Linked DNA regions of Zea mays: region 1 is linked to region 2. The links are chromatin contacts, called in public Hi-C maps. All regions are on one chromosome and are shown on one strand. Each heading gives the region's core, a stretch centred on a gene start, on an enhancer-like site or on the middle of the called end of the contact. The rest is flanking DNA. Distances are from core to core; before and after follow the strand shown. Region 1 holds the start of LOC100284470 (UBA/UBX 33.3 kDa protein). Region 2 has its middle 58 kb from the start of LOC103653188.

Evidence for each region. Hi-C and Micro-C count contacts between places; a contact is called where the count stands out from the background.
Region 1: a Hi-C map of tassel shows a contact between it and region 2, with 4 times the contacts expected there. The contact joins the promoter of LOC100284470 here to the enhancer-like site in region 2. A contact is called at or near these places in 2 of 25 Hi-C or Micro-C datasets (ear and tassel).

What each region holds. Positions count from the first base shown.
Region 1 is chr4:45,777,188-45,783,583 of Zm-B73-REFERENCE-NAM-5.0, reverse strand. LOC100284470 (UBA/UBX 33.3 kDa protein) reads right to left here and starts at 3,819. Exons shown (of 12, transcript NM_001157365.2): 1 at 3,786-3,819; 2 at 3,099-3,194; 3 at 2,693-2,769; 4 at 2,282-2,352; 5 at 1,712-1,766; 6 at 1,552-1,613; 7 at 1,395-1,476; 8 at 1,062-1,298; 9 at 746-820; 10 at 564-641; 11 at 352-471; 12 at 1-281. The coding sequence starts at 3,192. The coding sequence ends at 99. LOC103653200 (ubiquitin carboxyl-terminal hydrolase 1) reads left to right here. Exons shown (of 6, transcript XM_023302344.2): 4 at 1-1,543; 5 at 4,738-4,900; 6 at 5,374-6,396.
Region 2 is chr4:44,783,308-44,790,363 of Zm-B73-REFERENCE-NAM-5.0, reverse strand. No RefSeq gene overlaps it. Among protein-coding and RNA genes, the nearest start is that of LOC103653188, 58 kb to the right of the region's middle. Within about 2 kb of position 3,028, at least 16 of the 20 cell types and tissues checked have an H3K27ac peak or open chromatin away from gene starts, as enhancers often do. A contact at or near this core is called in ear and tassel, where this site is marked.

The DNA of each region.
Region 1 (6,396 bases), core at 2,570-5,069, 990 kb before region 2:
TTGAAGGCAAGAGGGGAACGGATCAAATATCATCGTCCAGATTGTAGCTGTACAGTACATCATGGTTTAGCAATAAGCAGCGACAGCGGCCGTTCGCTTCACTTGGAGAGCAGGCCGAAGTAGGGGTTCTCCAAGGCCGACGCGATCTCGACGCCGGCGGCGGTGAGCAGAGCCACGTCGACCTTGTCCCTCGGCATCACCAGGTACCCGATGCCGCTGAACCTGCGGAACCCGCACAGCTCCAGGAACTCCACGCCGCCTCGCACGCTGCCCACCCTGTCCTGCTTGCATAGATGTGGGGTGAGATGGTGTAGCGCGAGTTGCGCTGCATGCCGGTCTCTGCTGCTTTACCTTGAACACAGGGTTGCTGAGCCGGATCCTCCTGAACTTCTCCTCCCCTGGGTTCTTCGCTACGTTGCCAACAATCTTGAGCAACACCTGGTACGCTCTTGCCACTGCAGCAGGGTCATCCTACAGCAGCAGCAGAAGAAGAAGAAAATGAATTACTAAGATCAAAACGAACCAGAAACAGCATCTGCGAGGGGGTTCTTCAGTTTTATTACCCTGTGGTTCTTCTTCACGGTTCGCAGGCAGTCTCTCAGCTGCTCTGACGCAACGACGGCGCGTCCAGCAGGCTTTACCTGCGCGGTCAAGAAACGCGTGCGTGTGAGCGATGCGCCTGGAGGTTTCGCTCGTCATTATCAGAAGATGCTGTAGAAACCAGGAAGAAATGCATTTCGACGACCTTTGCAGGCGTCATGGTTGCGGCGGGATCCCTAGGATCATCCTGCGGCAGACCAAGCCGTCTCCTCCTCTCTGCCTGCACAGGAGGATGTAGCATTTCATCTGACTCTCAACAGAACATAGAGTGACATTTTGCGTGTGTGTGGGGGAAATCCAAGGTAATAACAAAAAAAAAATGACAAAAATGAAGGATTTGTTACTGGATGACTTATGATCATGCTGGGAAGAAGAAGAAAATTCAGTTGCAGTAAGGAGTACATGGTTATTTTTGTATAATTAAGCAGAGTTTTTAGCATGCTGCAGCAGACAGCACAGACCTTATCGTCAGCTATACGCTGGCGTATCCTCTCCCTCGCTCTTTTCTCCTCCTCTTGATCTGCTACCCGACTCTCCATCACCCTGCAGCCAAAACAGAGCCATCGCTTCTCTTCAAGAAGCAATCTTGGGAGCTGCAAGTGAGACGCGCGTTCGAAAGAAACACACCGCTTCCTTTGATTTTCCTCGAGACTTCTCTTTGCTTCCATAAGGTCTTTAGCAGCTCGAATCCTCTCCCTCTGTACAAACAAGAAGGAGCATTCGGGAAGATCACCACAGGATACACTTAAGATGTTGGCGCGAGAAAGCACATTTTCAAAAAGAGAATGCAATACCTGATCCTCTTGTAATTGACTCCGTATCCGCCCTCTTGCCCTCCCTTCCTCGTCTCGTTTTTGCTTATATAGTGCTAATATCCTGGGAAGTACAGTACAGGTGCGTTACTGGGGGTGAATCCGTGATAAGCAACCTAATCCAAGGCAAGGTACACACCTCTTTCTATCTTCTTCCTCCTGTCCATCTGCATTTGGTTCTCGTTCCAACTGGGATGTCTCCTAGTTTAGGAGAAATTTGTAGCCCATGCCACTCAGTATGCATGGTATGAAGTTTTAAAGGAAATATTTGATACATCTAATAAGAAGAAACTAAGTACATTCTGTCTCCCAGTTTCAGTGTGTTCTTTAGGTTTCTGCTCCTGCACAGTATCCCTGCAAGACAAGTATCATCCATTACATTTTATAAATCACCGAGATTTTTTTCATAAATCAAGCAACAGAAATGCCGATCAGTACATGCATTCTGTCACCGAGATTTTTTTTTCATAAATCATTTGTTGACTACTGAGAAACACAAGCATTTAACTTGCCTTTGTAAACAGGCCGGTTGAAGGACAGGTGCCCCCCCCACCCCCAAACACACACACACACATAACCGTTTCATTAAAAAAAAAAGGGAATGTCCCTTGATAAAAAGGTTATCTGAAATCCAGAAGAAGGAAAAATAAAGTTTTTACCTTGAGGTGGCAAAGACTCAGAACTGTAAGCTATGACATCACACAGTGACACTGCATCCATACAAAATATGCTATAGATTGCTGATTCCTCAATTGAGGTAGATATTTAACAATCTTACTCAGGATTTGATTTTCCCCCCCCACTGAAATGGTACTATGACATTTCTCTAGCAAATCATCTATGAAATCATTTAAGGAACAGAAACAAACCTCATTCCTTCAACGTCATTTCTTACTTCATCTGATGTGTCACCGCATTCAATGCTTATTTCTCTTGGAATCTAGACCATACAAGGGAAGGATCAAAACAAATTGTTTCAATGTAGTGACATTACAACAGTAATGTTCACATGATTATACTACCTGATTCGGAAATATAAATGTAGTATTATAGTGTCAAGTATTATGATGGCAGTTGCTTCACAGGTTCATATTAACAACATTTGGAAGGTTCCAAGCTATAATCTCCGACCAATTTTTTTAAGGGACATTCAAATTGCATGAAGTGAAAACTTCTTATAGCCCCACCAACACCTCGAGAATAGTATCAGAACACAGAATAGTGCTCATGAGAAAGGACTTCAGCTAATAAAGAACATCCCTTGTTAAGAAATCACCTACCAGTGGTAGCCGATCAATATCTGGGTCACTTTCATGTTCCAGAAGCCAGTTTACAGCAGATTCAAGATTGGAATTACCTGAACAAGACATATTATTATCTCTCCAATTTATTGAACTACATGCTAAATAAATAATATACTGAATATCTATAATAAATATGTTGCTGGAGCTTTGTATAATTTGCATTTTTACGAAATGGCATATCTATCAACTGCAATGCCATCAGTGAATAGGGATAACACACAAACCATGGAAGGATGGGCACAAATACAAAAAAACACTTCGCAACCATAGAAGGGACCAACTGTCGTGTAGTTTCTATTTTGTGTATTATCGATCTGTCTTTGGCAAAGAAAAACATTGTAATGCAAACCTGTACCTAGCAAGTTTGTTTGAAAAGGCATACCTGAAAAATGGAGTGCCCTAACTGAACGTGCAGTTGGGAATCCCATGGCTTCAAGTTCACCAAGCATTTTCTTGTCAACTTGTGGGACAGCCATCACTAGAAGACAGATGAACAAAAATAAGAGCTCACCAATTGCTACAAATGCAAAACTAGAGGGAATAGATAATGAGGGAAACAGATAGCAATGTCAAACTATTGGCTCAATTCAAGCAGATGTTTCATACAACTAACAATTAATTAAACAAACAGTTGCGTAAGCAGAAAAAATCAAAGAGTTACCAATGATTAAATGCCCTACCCTCCCCCCAATGATCTTACATAATTTAAGCTATATTCTAGGAGCTTAATTTGCAAATCTTGATTCTATGTCTAACATAAAAGCTATAATGCTCTACAATTTAAATTAGAACTAACATATGTGTTCTGTGAAGCACCTAGGACCTGTGTGTGTGTTAATGCTAATAGTATGTTGGCTTTTATCACTATACATGGAAGAATAGGTATGCTAGAAACAAAACCTAACCTGAAATATTACAGGTTATAATGCATCGGCACAAGAACCATAAAGTGCAAGCAATGGAAAAGCACAAGATTGAGCAAGTTTGATGAAGTATTCACAAGACTTCCAGTTTGCTTTGAAATTCTGGTGACAGAACAAGTTGATGAAATTACGAATAGGAAATTTACCTTTTCAGAGCTCTTTCCTCACTTTGTAATCCTTGAGCCAAGATGATGTATGAATCCTCTTCCCATATAAGTAGAGCAAAGAGCTATAAGCTACTGCAGATGGAAATGGGAGTGCGAAAATTAGATGTAGAGGATTAGGGCTTTGCTTCTTCTGCACTTCATTCTTGTCTTTTCCTCCCAGATGGGTCTTGTGGTGTCTCAGGAGACTCGGGTGACTTCTTTCTTCCTGCAGTAACTTATGCCTTCCCTCATGCTTAGGGTTTCCCTCTTGAACCAACAGCTAGCCTACTCACAAATAGATCGATTCCTTCGTTTGGGTTACAACTTAGAAGATCAAACAAACCAAGTCACTAAGAAAATCAACAACAGAGTAATAAAGAGTAACCCTGAAGTCTTGGTGTACCTCAAGCATTAGATGACGATATTCATTCAGTATACAACTGAATTGCCTAGTCAGCATTGCCTTATACTTCATGAGTCACACAAGATACTAAGAGAGGAAAATGAAGTTGGAATTACTGTCAAGTCATAAATGCCTCCAGAGCCCTGGTTTTTTTACCACTGTCTTGCAGAAGCTCATCACATATATCATGTTAGGATGAAGAGAATGACAACTTGTATATTCTAGAGGGCTTAAAGGGCAAAAATACATGTGGTAACTTTACAGTAAGAACCCTAGATTCTATGGAGAACAAAAAGAGAACTATGCATATACACACTAACAGGTCAAACATCTTCAGTAATGCTAAACTATAGTTAGCTATAGATAATAATTTCAGTTCCTAAAATATTCTTAGAGAAGGCGGATATGGAGCAGTTTACAAGGTTACTCCTCACAATTTACTCTTGCGAATGCATTTTCTAATATTTTCTTGTAGATGTTGGTAATTAATGCAGATTTGTAGAAACGTATATGGTCAGTCATATAATTAACTATGTTCCTTTTTTCCAGGGTAAGCTACCTGATGGGAGGATAATAGCTATGAAGCAACTTTCCCAAACATCACATCAGGGGAAAAAAAGCAAGTTTGCAGAAGTGGCCACAATTTTTGCTGCGCAATGCCCACCCACAACAAATATGATTGCGTACCGTGTTAACGCACGGTACAGTCATTGTAAGACCGTGTCCAATAATTTATCTATAGTTTATTCAAAATACTGTTTGTTTAGAATACATTATTCAGAGGATGGAATTTAAATATGGATATAGATAAATGTAAGCGTTAGACTGGCCCCGCCTAACCGCTCGGCTCCCCGCTTCTGGGCACCGGCCGGCGTGATCGCAGCGGCTCAGCGTTCCCGTCGTCGGTTAATAAGCTGAGGATGTATTTGGTTTGCTTTTGGCTTTGACTTTTGTCCCATAAAAACCAATAGTCAAACCAAAGGATTGGATTCATAAAGTAGTTTTTTGTAAAAGCCGATTTTTTTCGCAGTGCAAAATTGAAAGCACTGCCGAACCTGTTTTTAGTGGTTTTCAGATAGAACTGTGAAAACATATATCGAAAAACTTTTAACGGTTTTTTATGGTTTTCACCAAACGATTTTTAACTTTTTAACAACTCACAACCTATAACAATTTTTTTCACAGCTTACAACACACAACAACTTTGTCAGCGAAGCGGAGGAAGCAGTCATCGGTGCGGCAAATGACAAAGAAGGTTTGGCTGCAACAGCAGGAGATGGGCCGTGTCGGGCCAAAAGGCTGAGGAAGCGCAACCCAAAGGTCTTTGGGCCGGCGTGGGTAAACAGCACAGAGTAATCCAGCCGATTATTAAATAAGGGTTCGACGGCGCGTAGGGTTTTTTATGCTGTAACAGAACTCTAGACTCTAGTTCTTCTTCCTTTCCAAGTACTATCTCAACTACTCTGTTCTCCGTCTCTGCATTCTCCAGATATTGTGTGTGTGTTCCAACTTATGCAAGTCGTTAACAAGTGGTATCAAAGGTTACCGATCCTTGGCTTGTGGGTGTTGACGCGCTGGATCGCGGCGACCAGCAGCATTACTTTACCCGTGCTCGCCTCCGACGTGTTCTCATGAATCCAGACACTCAACTCATCCTGGATGAGTTGTCGCGGCGTTTCTCTGAACATGACTCCAAGTGGGATCGCAGAGTGGCCGAGCAGGAGTCGCGTTGGAACGCGACCTTCTCGGAGTTCACCACTGGACAAGACCGCTGCGTGGGGGCTCTAGAACAAGCCACTGGTGTGCTGGAAGATTGGCGGATGAACATGGAAGGGATGATGGATGACCTGCGACTCGAGGTGGGCAAGATCTCCAAAAATTGGGAGCGTGCTGTAGTGGACAATTCGTCCGCTATGGCGGGCATCCTCGCTCCTTCTCCACCGGCTGTCGAGCAACAACCTGCCGGAGTTCCAGCCAACAGGCCCCATGGGCACCGCGTCGAATCGAGCCACCGGGAGGATGGTTTTGGGTCGGTCACCACCCTCCTCCATACCCCGGTCAAGGGTATGTGTTCATCATTGCCTCGTTCTCCAGCTGTGCATACTTCGGAATTCCATCAGCATGTGGGCGATCTGTCATATCCAACCATGGGGGGCGCGATGCGTGGTCGTTTGCCTAAGTTGAATTTTCCTGTGTTTGATGGCGAAA
Region 2 (7,056 bases), core at 1,779-4,278:
ACATCATTTATATATCTTTATTATATCATCATGAATAAACATGAACAATGTCGAATTACATTTGTACCTTTGGTTTAACAGAAGGCCAAAGTTCAAGTGTGACGCACGAATGAATACAAGTCAGCGTGAATAGTACGGTATCACTGTTCATCTATTTATAGGCACATGACGCGGCCTGTGTGGAATTACATTCATGCCCTTGACATTTACTATTGACTTAGGGATAATCTATCGAGGACTAGACAGCCTTTTTCCCTTTAAGTCGGTTTCATTTTCCACTGTTGAGCCGAAGCTTTTCCACGAGTAGCTTCGGCATTGGTTCATCCTTCTCCTGAACTGCGCTCTTCATATCATGTACAACCTTATCCCGTGTCCGAAGATTCCTGTACACATATTATACTTGGGAAACATGTTAGTCGTGTTTTTGAGGACCTTCGGAAGACGAAGGCCCCCAACAGGTGCGAGTTGGGCACTTAAACTGGAATAATTCGGGTGGTTCTATCACAGAAGACCTAGTGGGAGAAACTTTAATCTTAACCCCAACAGTGGAAATTTTGATCTTGCAGCGTTTGGCCAAAAGTCAAAATATGAAACTTATAAAGTTTTCCATAACAAACAACTCTCATATGTGGAGAATCCCAAGTTTAACAACAAAACGTAGAGAAAAGCACACAATTTAGTCTGGACCTAAGTTTTTGAATCCTTAAATTATTACTAACTACCTATATTTAGGCCTTAATAATTTTCAATCCATGGACAGTTGTAGGAGGGTCACTATGAAAAAGCTGTGGGGCTACGCTTGGTGCACAAGTTTGATTAAATTGTTCAACCCTAAAGCTGTGTGGAATTGGTAGAAAAATTGGTTCAAGGGTACTATGCCTTACTCTGGAATTCTGGACTTAGTTTATTTTCAAAGCCTGAAGTTATGTGTTTTTAGCAACTTTGGGAGCTCCTTTGTGTCTGATTTATGAAGTATTAAGCCATACTCCTTGTAATAAAGTTGTAGAGTAGCTATTAGGGTACAAGTTTGTTTAAGGGATATGGTCTTGGTACTACATGAAAAGGTGGAGTAAATGGTGTTAGAAGGAAGGCTGGCAGACTTTGGAAATTTTCAGATAGGGAATAGTGGCCAGTGCTGAATTTCAGTGATTGGCATGACTTTGGAGCTGTGTGGTGCCTGTTCTCGATGGTTTTGGACTGTGATCTTTATAACAAAGTTGAAGATCATATGTAAATGAACCAATCTCCTTAAGTGAGTTGGATGTGATCCCACAAAAAGGTGAAAAAACAACTACCTGAAAGTGCCCTGTCAGGCTATAAGTTTCGTGCTCAGTCTTAGATAACTGGGTATGGTTCCTGTGAATTTCAGCCAACTTTGGGGACCTATAGTTTGTGATTCTTGTATCCTTGACCCTGGAAAACTATTGTAAACTTATAGACCTATAGTTAAGGAACAAAATTGCTTCAGTAATATAGGTCTGTCATTGTTTGGAGAAGGGAGCAAAGGAGCGAATGAGGTTGGTACTGCTGTCGACTGAAGTAGTTCAGGGTTGTGAAATCTGAGAAACATATCCATCTCCACCAGTGCTCTGGAGGTTTCTAGTGATTGCACCGAAAGGAACTTGTAGCCTAGGGGGGATAACTTGTCCCAGCTTTACCACTTCATGGATCAGAGCAAGGAGGTAATAATCTTGGCCATAGTGACTCAGTTGCTTCACTATTTGTCTTGCTGTCCAACATTCAACAGAAGGAGAAGTAAAGTTTCCTATGTGCTTGGCTCTGCATGGGAAGCCTGCAGTTGATATAGAGGAACAATTTAACCCCAGTTAGCCACGGTGAAAGCCCCCAGTGTAACCCCAACCAGTGCAGCTCATGTGTTTGACCCTAGTTAAACAAAGAGGTGATAAGAGATGGAAACTGAATCTGTATATATATTTCAATTAAGCCCTTGGCCTGCTCACTACGCCCTGTTTGTTTCGACTTTTTGTAGCTTCTGGCCACAAAAAGCTGCTGCGGACTACCAAACACTCAGCTTTTCAGCCAGCTTCTATAAAATTTGTTTTGGTAAAAACCATTCAAAATCAACATAAACATATAATCGGTTGAGTCGTCGCAATAGTAGTAATCCGTCACTTTATAGATCCTGAGCCTCATGAACAATTTTATCTTCCTTCGCACGTAATCCTAACGATACTCAGATTCTCTACACTGCTAGATTCTTCCCACAGCTAGATTCTCGGGAAAGCTGGTCAGAAAAAAAAACTGAACCAAATAGGCCCTATGCCATGCCATCCCTCAGCATCTAAGACAAACCGTCAAGCTCTCTCTACCTCTCTGTTTCGTTGAGGAGGCCAGAACGTCGTGCAGACACTAACAGTGGTGACCATCACCACCGAATCTCCCATCTCCCCGTGGACAACCTTTTCGGGAAGGTAACACGTTCGATGTGCTCACATTTCAGGACATAGGGGTCATAGTGTTGCTCACAAAATCTTCCTTTTGAACTCTACCGTAGTAGTTTCACCGGAACACCATCAAGCAATCCGGTGAACGCCGTCGAGGAGACCTTCCATGTCGACCGATTGAATCTGATCCTCCCTAACCCAACCAATGTGAGCATCGTATGCTTGACAGATTGCTAAAACTTTCCATAGCCAAGGGTTGAACGCTACTGCGTTAAAAACTCCGGTCTATCTCATCGGAGCTCAGGTCTCCGCCGTCACTGTGGTCTGGGCGGTTTAGGTCATTTGAATCCGATTCACTCAAGAGATATGTTGGGCTGAGCTCGGATAACACATAGTTGTGTTGACCCTTGCCGGAGCCGGCCACCGTTGGCTAGTTGCGAGCGCGCAAGCATGTGTTCGACTTAGGGCCGCTGGAGCCACGGTCGTGGACCGGAGTTTGTGAATAAACGAAAAGGAAAGGACCTCGGTGCACATGTTAGTGAAACAACAGAATAGGGCACGAGACTCTTGTTCGGTTAATTGATTTAGTGGGGGTCTGAATGAAAAACTGCGGAACGGCAGGCACGTGCCTCGTGCGAGGGCGCCATATCTGGCTGTGCTGGGCCTTCTCGGACCGGTTTCGGCCCAGTACTATTGGTAGTTTCCTTTTTATTTTTGGTAGCAGGTTACAGAATTCATCATAAATTGTAGAAAACTGCAAAAATTACCAAACCAATTTTGTAGAATCCAAGAAATTATGTAGTTCTATTAAAATTTATTCTTAGGATTTTTTCAGCAACTAGTAAATTCTTAATCATTTTAAAGTACCCTTAAGAAGCCTAAAAGAATTTTAGAAATAAAAACATAGATTCAAAAATCATAAAAATTTGTGGAAAAATTAGTTTTCCTTAGAGTAGCTTCTGGTAAAAATCTAAGCCTGTTTGGAGTCGATTTGCTTAGAGAACCATAAACTATCTAAAAATGGGTAATTAGAACTCTAAACCTTGAATTACTATAAGGTTAAATAAAACTTAAATCATACAAAATATTAAACAGCAAGGTTGACAAGCTTTAAAATATGTATTCTCTGATTTTCTGAGGAAAATTTAGTTTGATCGCGTTAAGCCAACATTAGGTAACCTAGAACTATAAGTATAATCACTAAATGTTTAATTACGAGCATTTAAGCTTTCCACCTCTCCCTGAGTAAGAGTTTGCATAGCATATCATTACATGAGCATTCATATACTTGATATTGACTTGTAGAGCACCGAGAAGAAGAATTTGAAGTGGAAGTGGAAGAGGAGCCTGTTCCTACATCTGAAACTTCTCCAACTGAGGTTGTTCCTGAAGGTACTCTCGAGGGTGCTCCAGTAGGGTTTGCTGCCAACTGCAATATCCTAGTAGAAGAGCCTGACTCATCTCCTCATCAAGGCAAGCTCCAGTGCATTTACCACCTCCTTGTTGTTATAAAACTTTTATCACTTATATGCTGCATTAGGTGGTAAGAGTTGAATGATTAAACTTTGTTGCATACTTCCTTGAACTATGGATTATCATTCGTGATACCTGATTTGAAAAGCTAGATGTGCTTATTATGCTTATAGACTAGGAACAAAATGTTTTGAGATATGAATCATGTTTTTACAAAGAAAAAGGGACTAGAGTGATGAAGGTATCAAAGGCCTTGATGACTTCATCATTTCAGCAGGGTATCTCTGACAGGTACCAAGTTTTCAGAAATAGTTTTATTTGAGACCAGACGTTGAGCTGGAAAGGTCGCCCGTCTGTGTCACTTAAGGACCGCAACGATTGTTGGCCTGCTGATCTAGGACCCTTTAACTAGCCACATGCCTCATCATGGGAAATCTTAGCCTCGGTCGGACCAATACAAGAACAACTCGCACGCACTGGGAGTGGAGAGATGGTGGGAGTAACGTGTTCCCACCTAGCAAGTGGCTAAATGGTGGGGTACTGTGCTCTCGGGTCACGTGAACCCGCTCTGGTCTTGAGAAACCCGAGTGTGAGTTGACATAAGCCAGGGTTAAGTGCTACATATATCGTGTGGTTGGAGATCCCCAGCTAGGTATTAATCGATTCGGATCGCCGTACTTCTCGGATATGAAGACTGGATCTTCAACCCTCGTCGTAGATAAGAAATGAAACAAGGCTACATGATGTAAAAGAAAGCTGGACTAGGCCAACTGATTGAACTAGACCAGGTAAATCTAGAGAAAGGTAATCACTTAACTTGGAAAATAAGAAAAAAAGATTGTGATGCATTTCCTTTCCATTACTTAGCCTCGAGCTTTAATCTCGGGACGAGATTCCTTTTAGGAGGAAAGGATGTAACACCCCTGGTGTTACTAGAACTAAAACTTGGCATGACATCATGTGCATTGACATGGTTGTGGGTTGTGTTGTAATACACCTAGAATGCATTCACCGGGATTAAAAATAATTTAAACCTAATGTCTTAATCAGTGGATAGCAGAAGACCTAGTGGGAGAAACTTTAATCTTAACCTCAACAATGGAAATTATGATCTTGCAGCGTTTGGCCAAAAGTCAAAATATGAAACTTATAAAGTTTCCATACCAAACAACTTTCATATGTGGAGAATACCAAGTTTAAAAACAAAAAGTAGAGAAAAGCTCACAATTTAGTCTGGACCTAAATTTTTGAATCCTAAAATTATTACTACCTACCTATATTTAGGCCTTAATAATTTTCAATCCATGGACAGTTTGAGGAGGGTCACTATGACAAAGCTGTGGGGCTACACTTGGTGCACAAGTTTGATTAAATTGTTCAACCCTAAAGCTGTGTGGAATTGGTAGAAAAATTGGTTCAATGGTACTATGCCTTACTCTAGAATTCTGGACTTAGTTTATTTTCAAAGCCTGAAGTTATGTGTTTTTAGCAACTTTGGGAGCTCCTTTGTGTCTGATTTATGAAGTATTAAGCCATACTCCTTGTAACAAAGTTGTAGAGTAGCTATTAGGGTACAAGTTTGTTTAAGGGATATGGTCTTGGTACTACATGAAAAGGTGGAGTAAATGGTGTTAGAAGGAAGGCTGGCAGACTTTGGAAATTTTCAGATAGGGAATAGTGGCCAGTGCTGAATTTCAGTGATTAGCTTGACTTTGGAGCTGTGTGGTGCCTGTTCTAGATGATTTTGGACTGGTATCTTTATAACAAAGTTGAAGATCATCTATAAATGAACCAATCTCCTTAAGTGAGTTGGGTGTGATCCCACACAAAAGGTGAAGAAACAACTACCTGAAAGTGCCCAGTCAGGCTATAAGGTTCGTGCTCAGTCTTAGATAACTGGGTATGCTTCCTGTGAATTTCAGCCAACTTTGGGGACCTATAGTTTGTGATTCTTGTATCCTTGACCCTGGAAAATTATAGTAAACTTATGGACCTATAGTTAGGGAACAAAATTGCTTGAGTAATATAGGTCTATCATTGTTTGGAGAAGGGAGCAAAGGAGGGAATGAGGTTGGTACTGTTGTCGACTGAAGTAGTTCAGGTTTGTGCAAAAATCTAAGAAACATATCCATCTCAACCAGTGCTCTGGAGGTTTCTAGTGATTGCCACAAAAGGAACTTGTAGCCTAGGGGGGATAACTTGTCCCAGCTTTACCACTTCATGGATCAGAGCAAGGCAATAAGAATCTTGGCCATAGTGACTCAGCTTCTTCACTATTTGTCTTGCTATCCAACATGCAACAAAAGCAGAAGTAAAGTTTCCTCTATGCTTGGCTCTGTGTGGGAAGCCTGCAGTTGATATAGAGGAACAATTTAACCCCAGTTGGCCACGGTGAAAGCCCCCAGTGTAACCCCAACCAGTGCAGCTCATGTATTTGACCCTAGTTAAAGAAAGAGGTGATAAGAGAAGGAATCTGAATCTGTATATATATTCCAATTGAGCTCTTGGCCTGCTCACTATGTCATGCCATCCCTCAGCATCTAAGACAAACCCTCAAGCCCTCTCTACCTCTCTGTTTCGATGAGGAGGCCAGAATGCCGTGCAGACACTAACAGTGGTGACCATCACCACCAAATCTCCCATCTCCCCGTGGACAACCTTTTTGGGAAGGTAACATGTTCAATGTGCTCACGTTTCAGGACATAGGGTCATAGTGTTGCTCACAAAATCTTCCTTTTGAACTCTACGACAGTAGTTTCACCGGAACACCATAAAGCCATCCGGTGAACGCCGCCGAGGACACCTTCCATGTCGACCGATTGAATCTGATCCTCCCTAACCCAACCAAGGTGAGCATCATATGCTTGACAGATTGCTAAAGCTTTCCATAGCCTGGGGTTGAACGCTACTGCGTTAAAAACTCCGGTCTATGTCATCGGAGCTCAGGTCTCTGCCATCGCTGTTGTCTGGGGCGATTTAGGTCATTTGGATCCGATTCACTCAAAAGATATGTCGGGCTGAGCTCGAATAACGCATAGTTGTGTTGACCCTTGCCGGAGCGCGCAACCACGTGTTCGACTTAGGGGTGCCGGAGCCACCGTCGTGGATCGGAGTTTGTGAATAAATGAAAAGGAAAGGATCTCGGTGCATATGTCAGTGAAACAACAGAATAGGGCAC